Regions from separate parts of the Mus musculus genome. Here region 1 is linked to region 2. The links are chromatin contacts, called in public HiChIP or PLAC-seq maps. All regions are on one chromosome and are shown on one strand. The core of a region is the stretch at or near the end of the contact, and the rest is flanking DNA. Distances in the headings are between cores, read along the strand shown.

Region 1 (6,359 bases), core at 2,084-4,583, 430 kb before region 2:
GTTGCTAAATCCTCCCTCTGCCTTCCTAGGTGGAAGGAGGCATCTCATCGGAACCAGCTTCGCTACTCAGAAAGTATGAAGATCCTACGGGAGATGTATGACCGGCAGTGACCTTCCCAGGAACCCCACCCCAATAAATGTGCCCCCCAACCCACACTGGCCAGGCCATCGTTCCTGGCCCAGACATAAGGCAGTTGACAAATCTCAAGTGCATTTATTGGGGACTGATGGTAGGAAGGCCTGCGGAGATGGGAAATGTTGGCAGTGAAGGTGTGACCTTAGAGAATGGCAGATGTGAAGGAGGCTCCCTAAGACATCTGGCTGCAGATGGGCAGCCAGGACAGAGGAACTCAAGGGTTCTTGTTCATTGGCCTAGCACATCTGGAGAAGTTGAAGTGTCCATACAGTTTGAGTTTGGGGTTCCTGGTTAGTTGGGAATAGTTTTCCCAAGAATTGGAAGTCAGAATAGTATTCAAGAATTTAGGTGCCTGGAGTTTTAAGTCTGAAAGTGGGCTGGGCAGAGGAGCATTATGTTACAAGAACAGGACTAGTGGGTAGGACTGGTGGACTAGGCTTGGATGTTCTGATGTGGAAAGCCCATGCAGTTTCTCCATGTGGAGAATTAGGTGACTACACTGTACTCTGGTGTCACCTTGGGGTATTCTACACAGGTTACAAGTGCGGTAGGAGGCCTGCGTGGTGATAGAAGCCCAAAGTGGGGTCAATTTGATGGGAGCCTTGACTGAGGGGTGACAGTAGCGTCCCTAGAGAGGTGTCCTGGGTCGGGCCGGAAAGCTGGGAGAGGGCTTAGGGAGGCTGTCTAGGTTACTAGGGCTCAGGTAGGCTTAGGGGTGGAAAGGTCTCCGAAGGACATCTAGGTGTGGTTGGGAAAGGCTGTCTTGACGGCGATTGGGACATCTGGCTGGGCAGTGGAGTCAGATCGGCTTTTAAAAGAGAGCCTAAAGAGGCTTCCTGGGTTCGGTCCTGTGCAGCTGGGACCCCTACTTGGCAGCAGGTGGTGACGGAAGTTGGGCCTGGGCCGACGCTGGTGTGGCCTGGATGGACAGGACACCCTCAGGAGACAGTGCTGAGGTCACAGCAGCAGGGTCCACACCAGGAGGCAGGCGGTATCGGCGGTGGAACTCTCGAGCAATGAATCCGTGTTCATCCTGAGGGTGGGGTACAGGGAGAGATGGGCTTGAGACTCCTACCCTCCTGCCTACCCCGCTCCCCAGTCTGGCATGCAGACCTACCGGGCGCTCCTCGTGCCGAGCATGGACCTCCACATGGTCGTCAACCACCTTGACAGAGATTTCCTCTGGCAAGAAGTGCTTCACATCCAGCAGCACGGAAAAATACCCAGAGTCCGTGGACACCTGCACACATGGCGGGTAGGGGTGGGGCGTCGATCGGATAGGGGTCTTGGCTTCTGGGACCCAGCACTCTCTATGATACATAGGTTACAGTGCTGCTGCCGAGGACTTGTGTAGACTGTCCCCTCTAAGTCACCAGAACCTCAGCCTCATAATAACTGGCCCCCCTCCCCTTCAAATACTGGGTCCACCTCTTTGTGGTAACCAAGTTAGATATCTACCCTATAACCCCCCACCCCATGTCCTTGACTCCACAGTCACCATTTCTGCTACGAGACCCCACCATGCTAGCAACCAAGATGCCACTTCCCCATCGCCAGAGTTCTTACTTAGGTCATGGGACCTCCTGTGCCCTTTACGGGTACTTTCCCCTCGTTTAGAGTGCCCAAGACCCCCTTCATCAAATCACAGGATCCCTCTTGAAGATGCAGCATCACCATATGCAACCCTAGGAACATTACAGCCCGTCGGGACTCACTTGTCCTTTCCCCCAGATTCCCGGCTCACTTGCCCCACCCTTCACCCCCTCAGAAGATCAGTAACGGGGGGGGGGGGGGGGAGGGGCTCAGAATACCGCACTCAAGGGACACCCAATGGCCCCACTGAGGGGTGACATTCTCCTCTAAGTTAAAAATCAACAGACATTCCCGCACCCCCGGCCCGGGGTTAGACCCCCCTCCTGGCCCCCAGTCTTGTTAGTAGTTGGATTGGCCCTCTCCCTAGGCCTGGCACCTGGGCTGTGGGTAACGCCACACTGGGGGCGCGCAGATAGTAGGGGGCGATCGCAGCAGGGCACAGTGAAGCCAGCTCTGCCTCAAGCAGCCCTTCGCCGAAACGCTGGTCAAAGAGGCGTCCCGGAGCAGAGAAACCTGGTAAAGGAGCTGAAGCACGGCGCAGCCAAGAAGGCTGCACAGGCACGGGGATCTCCATCCTGTTCCTACGCTGCCACCCTGGGCCCCGCAGTGCCCAAACGCACGCTGGCTCCGATTTATACTGTGCCCTGTGCCGCCCCTGCGGCGGGCCTCTCAGGGACACTGGGATTGAGGCCAAACTCAGGCATTAGTATTCCTTATTTAGAAACTTCAATAATTACTTGGCCAGTTATTAAACGCCTGCTGGATGCCCGGAAAAGGACACCAGGGAAATGTCATTAAGCCTTTTTCCATTTCTGTAAGGGGAAGCTAAAAGTCTAGGAGGCAGACCCTTATAGGTGTGGCAATCATTGTGGCAGTTGGGACCCTGGGTCCCGATTAGTCCCCCAAAGAGTTCTCAGTCCTCTTAATCCATCTCCGCCAGGCTGGCAGCTCTGAGGATGACGCATCAGTCTTAGTAACAGACTCCTGGAGAATGCTGCACCCATGCCAGGCAGTCAGGAGGACACAGAACAGACCCTACCCCAGAGTAGGTCGGGCCTAATTCTGTGCCTCTGACTCAGCCTGGGGTGCTCAGCGGCCAGGGGGCATGAGCATGAACACTCCAGGTTGGCCCCCGGGGGCTGCGCGCCGGGGCCCGAAATAGCTCGTTTTGATCCCACTACCTGGGCCAGGAGCCCGGGCCTGGCAAGGAGTACGGCCAGCTGCTCAAGAGGAAAGTGGTTAAGGTGACCATCAGGACGGGATAGCAGTCAAAGTAAAGACAGACGTCTCGGGTTAGCCCTGCAATAGTAGCTAGGCTGGAGTCAGGCCTTCGCTCCAACAGGTATCCTGGCGGTTAGAAATAAGGACTGAGTAAAAGGCAGGACTCTTAGCGCTCTTCAAGCGTCAGCCCGGCCTTTGATCCTTACTATTGGTCTGAAGTCTTGCCAATTACTGCTGCACGCTCCAATCAAACACACGCTCTCCCAGTTCGTCAAGAGAGAACGCCCCTCGGCCGCTTTCCAGTTACTTTTATTTTCTAGTCTATCATTGGTCGCTTTGGAGGCCGCGCTCCTACTCTGCACAGCCAGAAAGGGGCGGGGCTGACGGCGTTGCTTAGCGAGGAGAGTAGGCGCAGGGTTGTTCCGCGAAGAAGCTCCGCTGGCGCTAAGGCTGCGGTAAATGCCGACAAACTGACTGCAGGTGAGGTTGGTCCTCTTTCAGAGACCACAGGAGGCCTGGGAAGGCAACACGGGTTTACGTGAGCCTGAAGTCTCCCGCCCAATCTCAGGAGAACTACAACTCCCAAGATACCACACAGTTTGGGCCCTCCAACATCTCTGAGTGTCTCATGTCTTTTGTTCCCGCAGGGTGGGCCGAAGAAGAGTCGAAAAGAAATTTGAAAATTTAGTTCGTTAGTTTCCAAATTGCCCCAGACATCTAGGGGTGTTGTCTATGAACTTTTTCACTTAGGAGGAGCCCAGTGATTCATGGGGATTGTAGTCTCTACTGCCCCTTTCTCTTTGGGAGTCATGCCACCACCTCCCCCTTCCCTTAACAGGTTTAACCGGAAACATATTGTGTACGGTTTCGTCGTGGCTCTTTGTTAATGTTTTGTTTTTGCCTATTGTTTTCATTCTTTTTTTCATTTGTATGCTTTTAAAAAAAAGATTTATTATTTATTTTAGGTATATGAGTGCTCTCTCTGCATATACTCCCGTGTGCCAGAAGAGGGCATCAGACCACATTACAGATGATTGTGAGCTACCATGTGGTTGCTGGGAATTGAACTCAGGACCTCTGGTAGAGCAGCCAGTGCTCTTAACCACCGAGCCATCTGTCCAGCCCATATGGGTGCTTTTTAAAATGATTTGTATTGTTGTTGTTGTTTAAGACAGGGTTTCCCTGCACAGCCCTGTCTTGGAACTCACTTTGTAGACCAGGCTGGCCTTAAACTCCTGCCTCTTCCTCCTGGGTTCTGGGATTAAAGGCATCCACCACCATTCTTGGCTACATTACTTGGGTTTTTTTTTTTTTTCCTCGTGGAATTAATTGGAGCTTCATGAAATGGGCTTCTTGGAACATGTTTAAAGAGGTAGAAATTAGTTACCTTGATTTGACTGTAACATATTGTATACACGTATTGAAATATCATACTGTGCCGCATAAACTTGTACAATTAGTGTCAGTTAAAAACAAAACAGAACTATGCAACAGACCAGGTTTTTCCTGAATGGGGCTGGAAAAAGGGCTCATTGGTTGGGAGCAGGGGCTGGTCTTCCAGAGGTCCCAGGTTCAGTTCTCAGCATCACATGGCTACTCACATTCATTCCAGGGTCTTCAAGGGCATTGCACATACATAAATGTGCACAGGCACATGCAGGCATAATACTACCCATGCATACAAAATAAAAATAAATAAATCTTTTTTTAATTGCCTGAATAGTGTGAAGAAGTTGCAGTGTCTAGCCTGTTTCCTGATAGTCTGATTCTGTTAGCCTGGAGTGGGAACCCACTCTCACTCATCCTCTGGGGGTGTGCATGGGTACCAACCCACTCTCACACATCCTCTGCAGGACCAGGCACATCCTCTCCCACTGAGGCCAGGCAAGGCAGTCCAGTTAGAGGAACAGGATCCACAGGCAGGCAACAGGTAAAATGTTATTCTTGTTTTGAGACAAGAGTTCTCTATGCAGCCTTTGCGTATGAGTGCACTTGTTTCTGTGTGTGTGTGAGTGTGAGAGAGAGTGTGTGTGTGTGTGTGTGTGTGTGTGTGTGTGCACCCTGTGGAAATCAGACAGGCTCAGGCGTCTGTTCTCATCTTTCACCATGTTGAGCCAGGGTCTTCTCTTTGATGTTCACCTCTGAGGCTCGCTGACTTGAAAAGTTTTAGGGGACTCTCCCGTATCCACCTCCCACCTCTGTATAGAAGTACTCGGATTGCAGATTGTGCTACCACATCTGGCTTTCCATGGATTCTATGGATTTGAACTCAGGTCCCCATGTTCGGGGAGCAAGCATCGTATTCACTGAGCCATCTCCTCAGCCTTTGCTTTGGAACTTTGGATCCTTCTGCCAGAGCCTCTTGAGTGCTGGGACGACAGATGAACATTACACATTTGGCATTAGTCTGTAATTTTTAAAGTCCTAGCACTCAAGAAGTTGAGGCAGGAGGATCACCTCAAGTGCAAGGCTAATCATGGCTACAGAGTAAGACCCTATCTCAAAAATAAAGCTCCTACTAGGCTACCAGAGTTGAGAACTACCAACTACTAGTTTCTAGGTTCTTCTATGTCTCTATCATGGGACTTAGAGCTCATGGGAATTATGGGAGTTGTGATGATTCATGGGGATTGTAGTCCATTTCTGTGGGAAGCCGTTGCAGAGTGGCAGTTGCAGAGTGGTAGTTGGCTACTGCTGGCCACCACACATACACAGGCAGTGAAGGTTCTTTTGCCCAGATGAGAGACAAGTTAACCAATCAGATGTGAGACACGCCTCTCCTAGGCCTATATAAGCAGCACCAGTTCTGGGCTCGGGGTCTTTTCGCCTCTACAGTCAAGCTCTCCCAATAAACGTGTGCAGAAGGATCCTGTTGCAGCGTCGTTCTTCCTGGCCAGTCGAGCATGCGCAAGACATTTCTTCCAGTAATCTATAGGAATTGTCAGCTTCTGTCCTCCTCTTACTATGCTCTGCTTCTTTCATAGCCTGTTAGTTTTCACCTCCCAAGACAACCCCTTTGGAAATGTTCCCCAAGGTGGACAACCCTTTGGGCCATCAAGAAACCAGAACTGGAGCCACAAGGTGAGGACACTTTTTTTGTTTGTTTGTTTTGTTTGTTTGTTTTTTCGAGACAGGGTTTCTCTGTGTAGCCCTGGCGTGAGGACACTTTTTAGGTAAAGTTCTGTGCCTCAGACTGGTAGCTGTCAGTGACCACTAGAGGGAAGGAAGGCATGCAGTGAGAGATTAAGAGAAACCCCTTACCCCAGTGCTGGTGGTCTACGCATTTCTAGCTCTCTAGCACCTGGATCCCTGACCACAGCCCCACTTAGGTAGTTAACTGAACCTCCCGATGGTAACAGTGTGGGATGTTTCCTCTTTCTGACACCCTCTATGTGTGTTCATTCCCCTA
Region 2 (6,352 bases), core at 713-3,212:
ACATAGGGGCTGAGAGATGCTCAGTGGGTCAGAGCACTTGCTGCTTTTGCAGAGGACCCAGGTTCAGTTCCCAGCAACCAGACCGTAGCTCATAGACATTGGTGACTCCAGCACTAAGGGGGACACCCTCTTCTGACCTCCGTGGCTGCCGGGCACACACATGGTACAGTACATTTATACAGGCAAAACACATGCACATGAAAATAAATAAATCTTTAAAAAGGAAACATAATTATATATGCATACTACATAAGTATTACTTACATATGATATGCTTATATCATATGTAATATATGTTATAGTTACATATACATGCTATGTATACATAGCATATATAACGTATTATATATTATTAATAGTTATTTCAGGAGCTGCTGCGTAACACATTTTAGTACTATAGATATGGACACAGAAAACAAATGAATCACTCGGGATCCCATTTGGTTAAGTACAGTCTCCAGTGCTGACTGCAACAGTGAATATTCTGGTGTCATGGTTATTTTAATTACCAGGAATGAGACTGGTCTTAGAAGTAAAAGCGTACTTTTAAAAATAATTTTAGGAACAGAAAAATCCACTTCCACAGATGTGCAGAACGTGGTATTTATGTGTGGAAAGTGCTACTCTTCCTGCAGGCTCCCATGCAACACCTTTCATCTCAAAACTTCCTATTTACCATCCTGATCCCAGGTTATTGGCCTCACCACGGGGAATTATGAAAATCTTACCTATTCCATTCCAACATTAGTATCTTTATATTTGCTAAGTTACTACTTCAAATTTTTCTCAAGCAGGCTTGCTGGTACTAATCTGATAATCAAATAGTACATAACTTCCAGGCTTGGTGGTGCACACACCACACGGAATCCCAGCAGTTGGGAGGTTAAAGTAGGGGGAATCACTGCCAAGTTTTAGGCCACCCTGTGCTACGAGAGAGTTCAGAGGCAACTTGGTATAGATAATGAACCTGTCTAAAAAAAAAATTACACATACGTGATCGCACAGCATACCTCAACCATTTAAATATTAACGGTACTACAAGCCAGGTGGTGGAGGCACATGCCTTTAAATCACAGCGGGGGGGCGGGGGGCGGGGGGGCGAGGGGGCGGGGGGGGGCGGGGGGAGAGGGCAGAGGGCAGGGGGCAGGGGGCAGAGGGCAGAGGGCAGAGACAGGTGAATCTCTGAGTTTGAGACCAGCCTGGTCTGCAAAGCGATTTCCAGGACAGCCTGTCTCGGGGGAAAAAAATCCCCCCCCAAAAAAATACACACACAAAATTATGAGAAATTACAGAAGAACACACACGTGTGCTTAGTGATAACCTTTCAAACATCCTTCAGAAAAATCAACCTACTGCTTCACATGTCATTCACGAGGACAGAACATGATAGAATTCCAGGCAAAATCACTCACAATCACGTTCACAAATCACTTTCAATTCTCCAATCTCCTACAGGAGTCATACCCAATCTAAAAATAGACGCAGGCCGCTATAACCCTAAGCAAAATCCCGCCATCCAGCTTTCACATCCAAGAAGATCGCGATCACTTTATGGCTCTCCCTCCCGCCCCCAAATAATCAGGATGAGCTGAGGGAGCCAAACCACAACATGCTCCCCACATCCTCACACGCAACGCTCGTGATGCCCAGGGACCTGTTCCCAGCGACAGAGTGTCCTCGAGTTTAACACGAAAACTACCCCTTCGGGTCACCGGCAGTCATCCTCGGTGTCACGCCCACGGGCCACACCCGAGGCCCTGTGCAGCCGTTGAGTGTCCCGGTCCCGCTTCCTTAACCTTCTTCCTCCCCAAAATTACCAGGCCTGGCTCGGCCTCTCGGTTTCCTCCCCGGTCTTCCCATCTGGATTCGATCTCTCGGTCGCCCTCCAGATCCGGAGCATCCACTGCGGTCCTCAGCCTCTCCCAACGTCTCGAACCGCCCCGCCTCCGCTCAGCCGTCTACGCCTGCGCACTCACGCCGGGGGCTCGCTCTCCCAGGAGCCTCCGGGGCGGCCCGTTAGTTGCCGCGCGCGCCTCTCCCTCGCCCCGCGCTTGCACCAGCGTCCCCTTGGCTGGGGCGGGTGGGAGTCAGCTGCCTGCTACGGTCTGTGGCCGCGCGCGGGAGTGCATGGCTGCGTCAGTGTGGGGTGTGCCCACAGGGGAGCTCTGAGACTGATTCTGATTAGGTTTGGGTGATTGAACGCGGACCGAGCGGTTTGCGATCCCATACTGTGACCAATTGATCTTGTGACAGCACTGTGCTTTGATCCTATTGGGACCGACGCAGCCCCCACCCCCTTTGACTTCTGAGTTTGGTAGAATTTCATTTTGACCACCCTAGGCTGAGAATTATGTCTTGTAACTGTCGAAAAGCGCGAGGGGTGGCCTCTGTTGCATTCTTGTTCAGTCTGTACGCAATGTCTTTCCCAAGGGTAATTCAGAGAACGCATAAGGTTTCTCTTCCTCCGACAGGGAGGTGAGGGTAAAGGGATGGCAATGAAAAGTTCCATGATTTCTTGGAATGTGTGCTGAGGTTTCTGTCACTGCCTCTGTCGCCTCACCGGTGACATTGCCAGACTACACAGCGTGGAGTGACTTGGCTATTAAGGAGAAAGTTGGTATTTGAAACCTAGAACGACGATTCAGGTTTAAAAACCACACAGCCTTGTATGGAGATCTCACAATGGGAGTCGTCGTCGTCGTCCCCCCCCCCCCCAGATTGAAGTGCAAGCGAAGATAGGATATTGAAGTTCTAAGGATAGGATTCCAAAGATTGTTTTAGAAGTTATGTGTCATTAATAATTTTCCAAGGATTTATATCCAATATGATGCATTAATCAGTTATTCCATAGACGAAGCCACACCGATTGATTCTATTTTGGACCAAATACTGTTCCATCTGAAAGTGCTACTTAATCTCAATTGTATGATTTTCTTGTGAAGGAAAACCCTACTATCAAAAAGGTTATTGTATTGATGAAATGCGATTTTTAAAATGTACTAGACTTTGTAGCTGATTCGCTCTGTTCTTAGTGCAGGACTCTGTCAATTTTTCAACCCATTTCCTCACGTTGTTCAAAATAGATTTCTTTCCCAATACTTTAGGAAAAAAAAAATTGCTAAGGCTGGCCAGTGGTGGCACATGCCTTTAATCCCAACACTTGGGAGGCAGAGGCAGGTGGATTTCTGAGTTCGAGGCCAGCCTGGTCTACAGAGTGAGTTCCAGGACAGCCAAGGCTACACAGAGAAACCCTGTCTCAAAAAACCAAAAACAAACAAAACAAAACAAAAACAAAAAGTGCTTTAAATATATACAGGTTTTACTATGGTCACCCGTCCCCCCACCCCCACCCCCGATTTAGTAGTTTCACTGAGAAAAATATTTAATAACACAAGTTGTCCTAAATATTTAAACTTTTAACCCTATAAATATTGTTTGGCACCAAACTGCTATGCCCAAACATGAGGACCAGAGTTCAATCCTAGACCCACAGAGAAAGTTGTATATGACATGGTGCCTATAACCCCAGTGCTGGAAGGGCAGACAAGAATATCCCTGTGTTTCACTAACCAGCCAGCCTAGCTGAGTCTCCAAGATGCGGTGACAGACCCTGTCTCAAAACCCCAGGATGAACAGCTCCAGAAATGTGGCACCCAAGATTGCTTTCCAGCCTGCAGTCTAAGTCTCTCTCTCTCTCTCTCTCTCTCTCTCTCTCTCTCCCCCTCCCTCCCTCCCTCCCTCCCTCCCTCTCTCTCCTCTCCTCTCCTCTCCTCTCCTCTCCTTTTCTCTTTTGTTTTGAGATGGATCAGTCTCACTATTGTAGCTCTAGCTGGCCTGGTACTCACTTGTAGACCAGACTGGCCTCGAGCTCACAGAGACATGCTTGCCTCTGCCTCCCAAGCAGAAGGAGTAAAGGTATATATCACCAAATCTGGTACATTTTTTTAAAAAACATTTTTTGTAGATAGAGTCTTCCTGGGTAGTCCTGGCTGACTGGAGAGCTGCCTAACTCTGCCTCTGGAGTTCTGGGATTGAAGGAAAGTGCAACTGTGCCTGTCAGGAATATTCATTATTAATGATTTGGAATACATTTGCCATTTTCGGGGGGAGGGGGGGTGTATGTGCCCGGAGTTCCCGTAAATTATTTAAATGGTACTTCTCTTTGTTGTAACAGGAATTCAACCAAGCAGCTAGTTTTATTATACTTTAGTGTATGTAGGGAGAAAAAGGAACTGCCAATGATATTCAAATGAGTCATTTTGGTATCTACAACTTTGGAAATTATATATCAATTTATCCAAGATCACTAAGGAGCTCAGGAAGACATGTGAAACAGTACTCAAAAATAGATTTTCAAATTTTGTTACACAGATTGAATGACTTCCTCAAAATAATACTAATCTAAAACCAAGTTTCTTTTTTTTTTAAATTTATTTATTATTATACATAAGTACACTGTAGCTAACTTCAGATGCACCAGAAGAGGGTGTCAGATCCACCATGTGGTTGCTGGAATTTGAACCCAGGACCTTTGGAGGAGCAGTCAGTGCTCTTACCCACTGAGCCATCTCACCAGCCCGAAAACCACATTTCTTAGGAGGTATCATTTGTGGATAGCACTGGGAGAGATGGCTTAGTGATGAGGATACTAGCTGTTCTTCCAGAAAACATAGGTTAAATTCCCAGCGCCCACATGGCAGCTCATCTGGAGCCCTTTTCTGTCCTCTAAGTCCTCTGTACAAATATGGTACACAGACCTATATGCAGGCAAAGCATACATGCACATAAGGTAACTATATTTTAATAATCTTTTTTTTTTTTTTTTTTTTTTTTTTGGTTTTTCAACCCAGGGTTTCTCTGTGTAGCCCTGGCTTTCCTGGAACTCACTTTGTAGACCAGGCTGGCCTCGAACTCAGAAATCCACCTGCCTCTGCCTCCCAAGTGCTGGGATTAAAGGTGTGCATCACCACACCCGGCAATAATCTATTTTTTATTTTATGTGTATTGATGTTTTGCCTCCATGTCTACCTGTATACGACATTTGTACATGCCTTTAATCTCAACATTTTGGAGGCAGAAGCAGAGGCAGGCAGATCTCTGTGAGTTCCAGGACAGCCAGAGCTAAATTGTGAGGCCATATCTCTGTTGATTGTTTCAGTTTGTTACCTAGTTAGATCAGATTGTCTGAGATCAGTTTTTCTTTCTGAACATTCTATATTTTAATGAAGACTAATCTTTTCAAGCTGGGCTATGTGATATACAAGCTTTACAAGAAAGAATAGACCCAGAATTCAAAGCTATTTCTCTCTGCAAATGGTAAAGACGTGAGAAAATTGCCTTCAGTAGGGATGAGCCGCACAGCATTAAGTAGTCTCATCATCTATAAAAGGAGACAGCATCTGTTGAGCTGGTTCTAGGCATTGAAGCACTGTGTCAGCAGCAGTAGGGAGTTAGTCCAGTGTTGCCACCAGCAGCCCCCGAAGTGACTGCTACTGAGCGAAAGCTGATCTTTGACTACAGTCACAGGAGAGAAGTTCAAGATGAGCCAAGGTAAAGTGTGCGTGCCCGACTCGCCAGCAAAACAGACGCCACAACAGGATCCTTCTGCACACGTTTATTGGGAGAGCTTGATTGCAGAGGCGAAGAGACCCCAGCCCCAGAACTGGTGCTGCTTATATAGGCCTAGGAGAGGCGTGACTCACACCCGATTGGTTATGCTTTCAGTACCTCATTTACATGTCCACACCCGATTGGTTTATGCATTCAGTACCTCATTTACAGGCCTTATTTACATATCTACACCCAATTGGTCATGCAGTCAGTACCTCATTTACATACCTTGGGCCAGGCAGTGACTCAGCAAAAAAACTCTACTGCACATGCGCACATTGGTTGTTTACCCAAACTTATGGGTGGTGGCCAGCGGTAGCCAGCGCCTCCTTGTAATGGCTTATGTGGCTTCCCACAGTAAAGCAAAGTTAGTGAGTTTATTAAGCACTTAGGTGGAGAGTCAGATATGGAAAGGACAGTATACAGACCCAAGATATGGTCTGAGCTTCTTGAGAGACTCAGACACATTTGGTATTCTTACAATGGCTATACATATAGCCCTGTCATTTTCTTAGTTACATTTCTTAACAAAAACAACAACAACAGATCTTTCTAGGCCCTTGGGAGGAAGAGGAGGAGGTTCTCTATGAGTTCCAGGCCAGCCTGGTTTACCTACTGAATTCAATGATGGCTAGGCTGGGTTATGTAGAGAGACCCTGTCTCACAAACAGATAAATAAGGGACTAGGAGTTGTTCAGAGGTTAAGAGCACTGGCTGCTCTTCTGGAGGAGCCCACCACAAT

Evidence for each region. HiChIP or PLAC-seq counts read pairs in DNA pulled down with a chosen protein or histone mark.
Region 1: a contact with region 2 is called in an H3K4me3 HiChIP or PLAC-seq map of bone marrow-derived macrophages, with 3 times the contacts expected there. The contact joins the promoter of Proser3 here to the promoter of Zfp382 in region 2. A contact is called at or near these places in 1 of 115 datasets of contacts at active chromatin or transcription factors (bone marrow-derived macrophages) and 1 of 9 other capture datasets (adipose tissue).

Annotation. Positions count from the first base shown.
Region 1 is chr7:30,549,279-30,555,637 of GRCm38.p6, reverse strand. Proser3 (proline and serine rich 3) reads left to right here and starts at 3,333. Exons shown (of 12, transcript NM_001382459.1): 1 at 3,333-3,430; 2 at 4,804-4,880; 3 at 5,935-6,031. The coding sequence starts at 5,973. Hspb6 (heat shock protein, alpha-crystallin-related, B6) reads right to left here and starts at 2,337. Exons shown (of 3, transcript NM_001012401.3): 1 at 2,106-2,337; 2 at 1,254-1,376; 3 at 195-1,169. The coding sequence starts at 2,303. The coding sequence ends at 1,002. Gm38670 (predicted gene, 38670) reads right to left here and starts at 2,810; the gene lies at 2,734-2,810. It overlaps Lin37 (lin-37 homolog (C. elegans)), which reads left to right. Exons shown (of 9, transcript NM_029377.2): 9 at 30-197. The coding sequence ends at 111.
Region 2 is chr7:30,117,542-30,123,893 of GRCm38.p6, reverse strand. Zfp382 (zinc finger protein 382) reads right to left here and starts at 1,962. Exons shown (of 5, transcript NM_001081007.2): 1 at 1,818-1,962. The coding sequence starts at 1,860.